Regions from separate parts of the Sus scrofa genome. Here region 1 is linked to region 2. Evidence: chromatin contacts called from public Hi-C data. All regions are on one chromosome and are shown on one strand. The core of a region is the stretch at or near the end of the contact, and the rest is flanking DNA. Distances in the headings are between cores, read along the strand shown. Region 1 holds the start of PSEN2 (presenilin 2). Region 2 overlaps ITPKB (inositol-trisphosphate 3-kinase B).

Region 1 (4,368 bases), core at 1,765-4,264, 120 kb before region 2:
TGGGGGCCACGCAGCCCAAGGAGGCTACGCAGCCCAAGGAGGCTGCGCCCCCCTCCCCAGCCCCGTTCCCCACCCTGCCCGGCCCCCACTCACAGCTGTCCATTCTTCTCTGTGTAGAAGCGCACGGACTTGATGGTGGCCACTACCACGATCATACACAGCGTGACAGGCACAAAGAGCATGATCACGTGCTTTGCCCCATATTTGAGGGTCAGCTCCTCCTCCAGGCCTGGTGGCCGGCCAGGAACCCCACTGCAGACATAGCGGTCAGGGTCTTCCTCGTGGTCCTCCTCGCTGTCCTGGCTTCTCTGTGGGAAAGCAGCTGTGAGGGCCCCGGGACGCCCCCCATGGGTGGCCCACCAATGTAGCATGGGGGTGTTTGGGAACTGGACACGAGACATCTGAATGTCGCTTTCCAGATGTAAGGACCAGGCTGTGGGCTGTAGGTTAGAGGTGGGAGCGGTGGGATTCCAGGACATCTGAAAAGTTTCTGGGGACAACCAGAGATTGAGAGATGCCCGGAGGCAGGCCGAGGCAGCCGTGGAAGAGACGGTGGGCAGAATGGTGTTTGCATCTAAAGACCTTCCCCACCCTCAGGAAGGGACTCGTGATGCAACTCGGCTCTGTTCACATGGCCTTACCAGCCTGGGAGGGGACAGGCCAGGTGACAGGAGGAAGGCAGAGAGTAAACATTTTTGGTTGGCAAATCAAAATGGACAAACTAGAAGGGTGACTCTCTTTGTAATCAAGACACGGGGAATTTGCAGAGGAAGAAATGACTTTGAATTTTCTGTGCCCCCCTCCCGCCCCCGCCCCCCCTAAATCCAGCATGCAACATTTGCAGCTCTGAACCAAAGAGGCGAACTGAGCATCAAGCCCGGGGAGGATCTGGGCCATGGGAGGTGGGAGAGCGAAACGAGGAGGCAGCGAAGGAGGATGGGGGACGCCTGCCAGATGCTGGCACAAGCTGATCTGCAAGAACCTGTTTTGGAATTGTGATCATTCAGGGTCATTAGCTGCCTTGTTAATTATGTGAACAGCCAAGACAAAGCCAAATGAAACGAACATTTAAAATGACTGTTCTTTGGTGTCTGTTCTTTGCAGAGAGAATTTCATCTAGATATTCAGTTGAGAAGGAAGGGAAAACAACTAAAAACAACTGAGATGCGCAAAAACTCCAGGAAAGAAAAGACAAAGAAACGAGTAAGAAATGGCTCCGGGGAGTTCCCGTCGTGGCGCAGTGGTTAACGAATCCGACTAGGAACCATGAGGTTGCGGGTTCGATCCCTGCCCTTGCTCAGTGGGTTAACGATCCGGCGTTGCCGTGAGCTGTGGTGTAGGTTGCAGACGCGGCTCGGATTCTGAGTTGCTGTGGCTCTGGCGTAGGCCGGTGGCTACAGCTCCGATTCGACCCCTAGCCTGGGAACCTCCATATGCCGCGGGAGCGGCCCAAGAAATAGCAACAATAACAACAACAGCAAAAAAAAAAAGACAAAAGACAAAAGACAAAAAAAAAAAAAAAAAAAAAAGAAATGGCTCCGGGAGTTCCCATCATGGCTCAGTGGTTAACAAATCCAACTAGGAACCATAAGGTTGCGGGTTCAATCCCTGGCCTTGCTCAGTGGGTTAAGGATCTGGCATTGCTGTGAGCTGTGGTGTAGGTCGCAGACAAGGCTCGGATCCTGTGTTGCTGTGTCTCTGGCATAGGCCAGTGGTCACAGCTCCGATTCAACCCCTAGCCTGGGAACCTTCATGTGCTGTGGGAAGCGGCCCTAGAAAAGGCAAAAAAAAAAGAAAGAAAGAAAGAAAGAAATGGCTCTGGAGTAGCTATTCCGTAGCCTTGAGCTGATGAGATCTCTCTTGGAGCCCAGAGGAGGACAGAAGGGAGCTCAAGTTTCAGCAAAGGAGAACAAGGCCTACTGGAATAAAGAAATCCTACAGGTGAAATGGAGATGGGAATTCAGGCAGATTCAGGTGTAGTTTTACCCTGATGGGGAGGAAGGTGGCTTGGCTGGTCACTCTCCCACATATATCCTCCAGTTCATAATGTAATAATCTGTCCTGCAGGCTGCAGAGGTTAAGACCACACAGTGCAGCCCACCCCTCCTGCTATGGGCTTGACGTCTGTGTCCCCCGAATTCACAGGCTGTGATGATGTTTGCAGGTGCAGCCTTTGGGAGATGACTAGGTCATGAGGGTGCAGCCCTCATGAATGGGATTCGTGCCCTTATAAAGGGGGACCCAGAGAGTGCCCTCCCACCTTCTGCCACGTGAGGATACAGAAATCAGCCACCTATGAACCAGGAAGTGGGCTCTCAACAGAATCAGAGCTGCCAGCACCTTGACTTTGAACTTCCCAGTCCCTAGAGTAGTGAAAAATACATTTCTGTTGTTTATAAGCCACGCAGGCTACAGTAATTTTGTGCTGGTGGCCTGAATGGACGAAGACACATAACCAGCTCCAAAGCCAAACGTGAGACAGGTATACCACTCTCCTGGTTACCATGTCTGGCCATCTACCAAAAAAGTTCTCTCCAGCAATTTCCTCAATTTCCTAGCTTCTGTGCTGCCTGTCCCAGCATCCAAACTCACTCTCTGGTTCCTATTGAAACAGTAACCTGCACTAGGAAGGGGAACCCAATGGGCAGGGCCAGGGCGGAAGGAATCACTCAGCGCCCTGCAGAGTTGACCTTTAACAGGCTGTGTACGTGCAGAGTCTACTGTGAAGCCTTCACAGACTTAAGATCCACTCAGCAGACCACCTGTCCTTTCAGCCAATTCTCATCTGCTCTTTCCCTTCCCTCCTGTTTCTATCCATTAGGTACGGACCCAGGGCCCTGTCTGGGGGCCTCAGACCACTGGCAGGAACCTACCCACTGAGCAGCACTCTCTCCATCCTCCAGGCCCTGCCTGCCTTCCTGGCAGGAGCGAGGCGTGGGGCTCTCGGCCGACATCAGGGACGTCCGCTCGTCACACACTTCTTCCTCGCTGTCAGAGGCCATGAAAGTGAGCATGGCCCCTCCTCCGAAAGTGCCTGGAAAAGGAGCACAGCGGACTCTGTTCCACTTTCCTACAAGGCAAAGGCAGAGGAGGGTGAGAGGCAGCTTTAAGACCTGGACTCAGGTCCTGCCCAAACTGACCACCTAGGACACAAGTGTCAAAGGGCTGCTATAAAGCCACGGTCCCCAGGGGCCACCACAGAGGCTGTAGCAGCCTCAAGAGGGACTGGCCAGAGGAGATCCAGTCCATGGGGCAAAACTCCCAACCAAAAATGTCCTGGCCACTCCAGACTGTCAGTACACTCACTTATTGAATCAACAAACACCCGTTCAGTACCCATAATGTGCCAACACTTTTGTCCTAAAACCAATAAAAACCAGCTATCCAATGTGACAAATGATATAATCCAGGTGTTCACCAAGAGGTACTGAAGCACAAAGAAGAATTACATCTCAGAGATCAGGAAAGCTTTATAGAGACGATAACGTCATCTGATGGAGACAGACTTTCCTAGGTGGGAGGGAAGGGCAGAGGGTGTGAAGAATGTTCTAGCCAGAGCCTGGCACTGCTGGGGCTTGGGGAGAGGTGCTGTGGAGGGTCTCTGGTGCCATGTTAAGGAGATATACTTCATCCCCCAAGGACAGAGGTGACAGATCAGATCTCTGGTTACAAACATATCTGGCAGAGTTCCTGTTATGGCTCGGCAGAAAAGAACCTGCCTAGTATCCGTGAGGACATGGGTTCAATCCCTGGCCTCACACAGTGGGTTAAGGATCCAGCGTTATTGCAAGCTGTGGTGTGGGTCACAGATGCGGCTTGGATCTGGTGTTGCTGTGGCTGTGGTGTAGGCCAGCAGCTGCAGCTCCAATTTGACCCCTAGCCTGGGCACCTCCATATGCTGCAGGTGTAGCCCTAAAAAAATAAATATGTCTGGCCACTGACTAAGAAAGGGGTAAAAAGAAGAGAGGGAGACAATCATGGGAAGTGAATCAGGCTTAAGGTGGCAGCAAGATGGATGAGAGCGAGGGCAGAGAATCCAGAAACAGTGGGAGGGAGACAGTCAGGGTCAGAGGTGGGGGATGGAACAGGACAGAGTCCAGGACGGGTAAATAACGGTTAATCTGATCCAGGAACCTACTGAATGTAAATGGGCGAAAAGGGGCAGCTGCCTGGGGTGGTGGGGAGAGTGCCCCGTGTCGGGAGCAGGGGAAGGAGATGAGAGTCATGAGTTGAGAAGTGGCAGCCACGGGAGCAGTGAGCCAAGACCACGAGAAGCGAGCACGTGTGTGTGTGTGTGTGTGTGTGTGTGTGTGTTGGGGAAGTATAGCTGAGGGCAGGACTCACAGGAAAACCAAGGCTGAAGGGACT
Region 2 (4,588 bases), core at 1,750-4,249:
ACCGGCCTCTGGGTCTGGTGGCATGAGCAGCACTGCCCCAAGGACGTTCACTCCTCTCTGGGCCCCTGAGAGCCGGGTGTGACAGCATCTGTTTGTGTTGCTGGCTGTCCATGTCCGCTCTGATGGGACCCTTTGGTGGGGTGATCTCTGAGGAGAAGCTTCAGCCTCCGTGCACGTGGAAAGGCACGTTGGGGGAAGACGCGAGGCAGAGAACGGGCAAAGGCCCCTTTCTGCCTTCCCTTTAGAGGCTGGCTCTGGCTGTCACTTTTCCCCTGAGGGGCTTGGCTTGAGGAAGGCAGGCTTGGAAGCCCCTTGCCCCTCATCCTAACCCCTTGCCCTTCAGCCCTGCACCCCCCTCTGTGTGAGGTCTCCCAGGAGACACCAAGTCACCTGAGCCGAGGGCTCTGGCCTGGGTGTGGCCGGTGCCCAACATGCCAAGTGAGGCAGGAGAACCCTCGGCCTTGCTTGGGGGGCCCGACAGGGAGCTCAGGGTGCTGTGCAGAGGAGCCAAGAGTTCTGTCCCCCTCCTTCCTGCCACCTGGAGTCCCCCCCCCCCATCGTCACCCCCTACCTCTCCAGCCCCTGCAAGCTGATGTGTGCTGGGAACCACATCGAGGCCATTCTCCTGTGACATGTGTTTGATTTCAGCCTCTGCCTCAGCAGGGTGATGGCCGGCGTCATTTGAGGGGCCACAGGACCCGGCACAAAGGGGTCCCCCACCCGACAATCGGGAGGCCAGGGTGCCCAGAGGAGAGGCCGGGCCCCTGCTGGCTCCCGCAGGGCGTGGACTGCTGGGCTTTGCTCGTTCCTCTGCCGGGAGGAGATTCCCTCCCTCCCGCTCTGCGCTGGGTGCTGGGATCCTTTCAGACGGGCTCACTGGGGGGGGAGCAACTTTCCTTGGTTGACTCCTCACGCAGCACGGCGCTGTGCCCTTTCACGCGTCAGGCCTTCATCACGCCCCGCGACAATTATTTCCTCCAACTCTCAGACAAGGGAACACGTGCAGAAAGCTTAACTGAGTCGCCACAGGCACGTAGCCTGTGCCAGCGGATTTCCTCCTGCACCTACCAATGTGCAGTCGCCACGTGCCCGTGTTTTCTAGTCCGGTGAACTATGTGGTGTTGTCCTCAGGTCATAACGCCTCCAGATCACAGCGAACCAGTTTGTTCGGTGGCTGCTGGTATGATGTGGCCCCAAGAAGGCTGGATGAATTAACATCCGGGGGTGTCCTCTTTTTAACTAGGGACACTCTGTCTGTCCTTAAGGAGGAAGCTGGCATCCCCAAGTGTGATCCATGCACTTGGGGGGACAGATGGCGCCCCCTACAGTCCTTATGGGACTCAAGCCTAAGGGCGAGGCTGGGATCACGTCATGCCTGCAGTATCTCTGCTGTGGGATTCTGTGACCTTAGTAAATGTGATGAGACACTTAGAAAATACACAGGGCCCTCACTGGATGTTAGGGTATCGCGTGTTGTTTTGCTCATTGCTAATGCCAGCAGCACCTTCTCCGGAAGAAAGTCATCTTAACGGTCCCTTTGTCGCTGAAGGGACCCTGAGAAACAAGAGCTGCTAATGCTCCACCTAGAAGACGGGGCCCTCAGGAAACAGAGGAGAAAGTGCAGGGCCTGGCCTGCCATCCTTTCCTGTCTTAGCTGGGACCTCGTCAGAGGTGGGAGCTGGCAGTTGGGGCCGAAGAATAAGGTTATCATCTACCTTCTGGGGTTGTCCCTTACATCTGACTCTGGCTACCAGGAGCACTTCCTGTGCGCCTGCTTAGTTCTCATTTAATCCTTCAGCAAAACTGTGAGCAGAACTATTACGCCCGTTTCACAAATATGGAAAACTAAGGCTTAAAGGGATTAAATTGTTGGCTCAGATCACACAGCTAGTACAGTTAACGTGGCTCAGTGGTTAACGAATCCAACTAGGAACCATGAGGTTGCGGGTTCGATCCCTGGCCTTGCTCAGTGGATTAAGGATCCGGCGTTGCTGTGAGCTGTGGTATAGGTCACAGACGTGGCTCAGATCCGGCGTTGCTGTGGCTATTGCGTAGGCTGGTGGCACCAGCTCTGATTAGATCCCTAGCCTGGGAACCTCCATATGCCACGGGTGCAGCCCTAGAAAAGATACACACACAAATCACACAGCTAATAATCGATAAAGCCAGGATTACAACCAAGTGTACTGAATTCAGAGATTCCCCAGGGAGGGGCATTAATGAGTGGGGAGTGCACGAAGCTGGGTGTCCTCAGTGAGGGGCAGGCGGGGCTGGAGGACTGAGGGCACCGCCGTCCAAGAGCCAAGGAGGAGGCCTAGGGGACGCTGGGCTTTTCCCCTGCCCTGCCTTTCTCCCATCTTCCTGGTCCTGAGCCTCCCTCTCCCCCTCCTTTCTCTACCCTCATCCTCTTGCTGAGCCCCACTCTGGGGGTTCGAAGTGGTGGTGGGGCTCTGTAGTGTCTCAGGGGCCACCGCAGTGGGTATATTTGGGAGTTCCCATTGTGGCTCAGCAGGTTAGGAACCTTACTAGCATCCATGAGGACCTGGGTTCCATCCCTGGCCTCAGTCGGTGGGTTAAGGATCCAGCGTTGCTGTGGCTGTGGTTTAGGCTGGCAGTGGTAGCTCTGATTCGACCTCTAGCCTGGGAACCTCCATATGCCACGGTGTGGCCCTAAAGTTAAACAACCCCTGCCCCCAAAAAACCACCCAATGTGTATCTTTAATAGGAGCGTATGGCCCTCCCTGCTTTTATTATTGACGTTGGCCTAGCAGGCCATTCCTGGTAAGTCCAGCTCCTGGTTTTTGTGATTGATCCTATTCAGTCTCCCTCCCAGCTTTCTGTGAAGACAGGAGGAATGAGGAGACTTGAATTCAAACACTGCCCTGGCAACATGTAATCTCTGGGTCTAGAGACATTTTTGTCTGTCACAGCTGGAAGGGAGTTGCTGTTGGTTTTGTGCGGGTGCAAAGCAGCGAGGCTGCCCAGCCTCCAACAGTGCAGAGCAGGGCAAAGGATTGCTCCATCCAGAATGTCACTGTGGGAATTCCCTTTGTGGCTCAGTGCGTTAAGAACTGTGTTTGCCAGTCGGAAGCTTCCAGAATCCAGTTTGGCAGAACATGAGGCAAATATTGACCTGTCTTTGGTCCTCTGACCCTTCTCATATTCTCTGTGCCGTCTTAAAGGTTACTAGCACGGTTCTGGGACAACACAGCGAGTTCTTTAGAGCTGTCCCCAAGACAAAGAAGCCAGCACAGTGTGCTGGGAGACCCCTGAGGCTGGGGCCCTGGGGGAACTTGAATTCTCTTAAAAGCACCAGCCTGAGGCTTTGTGGAGGAATGAGTTTCCAGGAAAGGGCAGTGAGACCCACATCAGCTGCCAGAGGTCGATACCTTCTGTCTGATCCCTGGTCAGATGAGGTTAACTCATAATGGGATGACTGCCTCCTATGAACCACAGCGGGTTTCAGACTGTGGATCGTGGGGTCAGTATAGATGGGTCACAGCCAGCGTGTGTTCATGAACTAGAATATAGTCGATACATAGGTCAGAGAGCATCCCACAAAGTGGTGGCAAGTACTGTCTCGTGAAACCTATGTTTTCAGGTGTGTGTTTGTATGTGTGTGTGTGGACTGTACTGCAGCTTGCTGTACATTCAGTTGCTGACAAAGGGTCACCGTGTAAAGGTGGGCCGGGCAGCAGGCAGTGGTCTCTAGACCCTCCTAAGAAGTGGATCTGATGTCTAGAAATTAGGTTCTAAAACCTTGACTCATAGACAAGGGTTTCCCTAATCTCTGTGTGCAAAGAGGTTCTCAGTGTGGCTGGATGGTGCTGGGTTTAGACCAGCCAGGGAGAGGCAGGTGGAGAGGCAGGGGCTGCTGGAGGGGCCTGACCACTTCTAGAAGCCCGGGGCCATCTTCAGGGTCTTCTGTGCTCTGCTTTTGGGCTCCTGGGCCTTCCTCTTTCCAACAGGAACTTTAGTCCAGCTTCTGGAAAAGCAGGTTGACCAGAGGGTCTCTTGTAGCAGTGCTGCCTGGAAGGGCCTGCTTTGTTCCCTGACCTGCGAGCTCTGTCGGGTCTGAAGCAGCTCCCAGGCCCAGGAGACTTAGGGCCTGGTGTGGAGATTTTGTTGTCTGCGGGTTGTTGGTGCAAGTTAGGAAAAGAGGAAAAGGAGAAAGGAGAGGCAGTGTTCACACGGGGAAAAAGGCTTTTAAAGTGCTGGTGTTGCTGGCAGGCTGCCTTCCCACCTTCGTTCCTCCCTCTTTCCTCCTTCCTTCCTTTCCTTTTTTTCTCCATTTCTTTCCTTTTTTCTTTCTTCATTTCTTTCATTGTTTCATTCCTTCCTTCCTCTCTTTCCTCTTTTTTCCTTCCCCGCCTTTTCTGGGCTCAAACTGTTCCACAGGTCACCTGGGATGCCAGGCACCCTCCAGCTTTTTCTTTGGAGTCACCTGGGTGGGTGACTGGGCTGTGACTTTCCCTTCCAACATGGCCCAGACCCCCAGGCTTTTGAAGGAGGACATGGGCCTTGGGGCCAAGTTCAGCCTCAGCTCAGCTCCTCTGTGACTGGGTGGGGGGTGGGAGATTGGCACTGA

The links. A called contact is a pair of places that touch in the nucleus more often than the background predicts.
Region 1: a Hi-C map of liver shows a contact between it and region 2, with 2.4 times the contacts expected there. The contact joins the promoter of PSEN2 here to the enhancer-like site in region 2. A contact is called at or near these places in 1 of 5 promoter capture datasets (liver), 5 of 47 Hi-C or Micro-C datasets (embryonic fibroblasts and liver) and 1 of 2 datasets of contacts at active chromatin or transcription factors (alveolar macrophages).

What each region holds. Positions count from the first base shown.
Region 1 is chr10:14,543,318-14,547,685 of Sscrofa11.1, reverse strand. PSEN2 (presenilin 2) reads right to left here and starts at 3,014. Exons shown (of 10, transcript NM_001078666.1): 1 at 2,874-3,014; 2 at 94-308. The coding sequence starts at 3,014. It overlaps LOC100510923 (a long non-coding RNA gene), which reads left to right. Exons shown (of 4, transcript XR_305804.3): 3 at 1,105-1,203; 4 at 2,822-3,402.
Region 2 is chr10:14,423,487-14,428,074 of Sscrofa11.1, reverse strand. The region is part of intron 3 of ITPKB (inositol-trisphosphate 3-kinase B); the gene reads left to right. Among named protein-coding and RNA genes, the nearest start is that of ITPKB, 44 kb to the left of the region's middle. Within about 2 kb of position 2,999, at least 8 of the 83 cell types and tissues checked have an H3K27ac peak or open chromatin away from gene starts, as enhancers often do. A contact at or near this core is called in alveolar macrophages and liver, where this site is marked.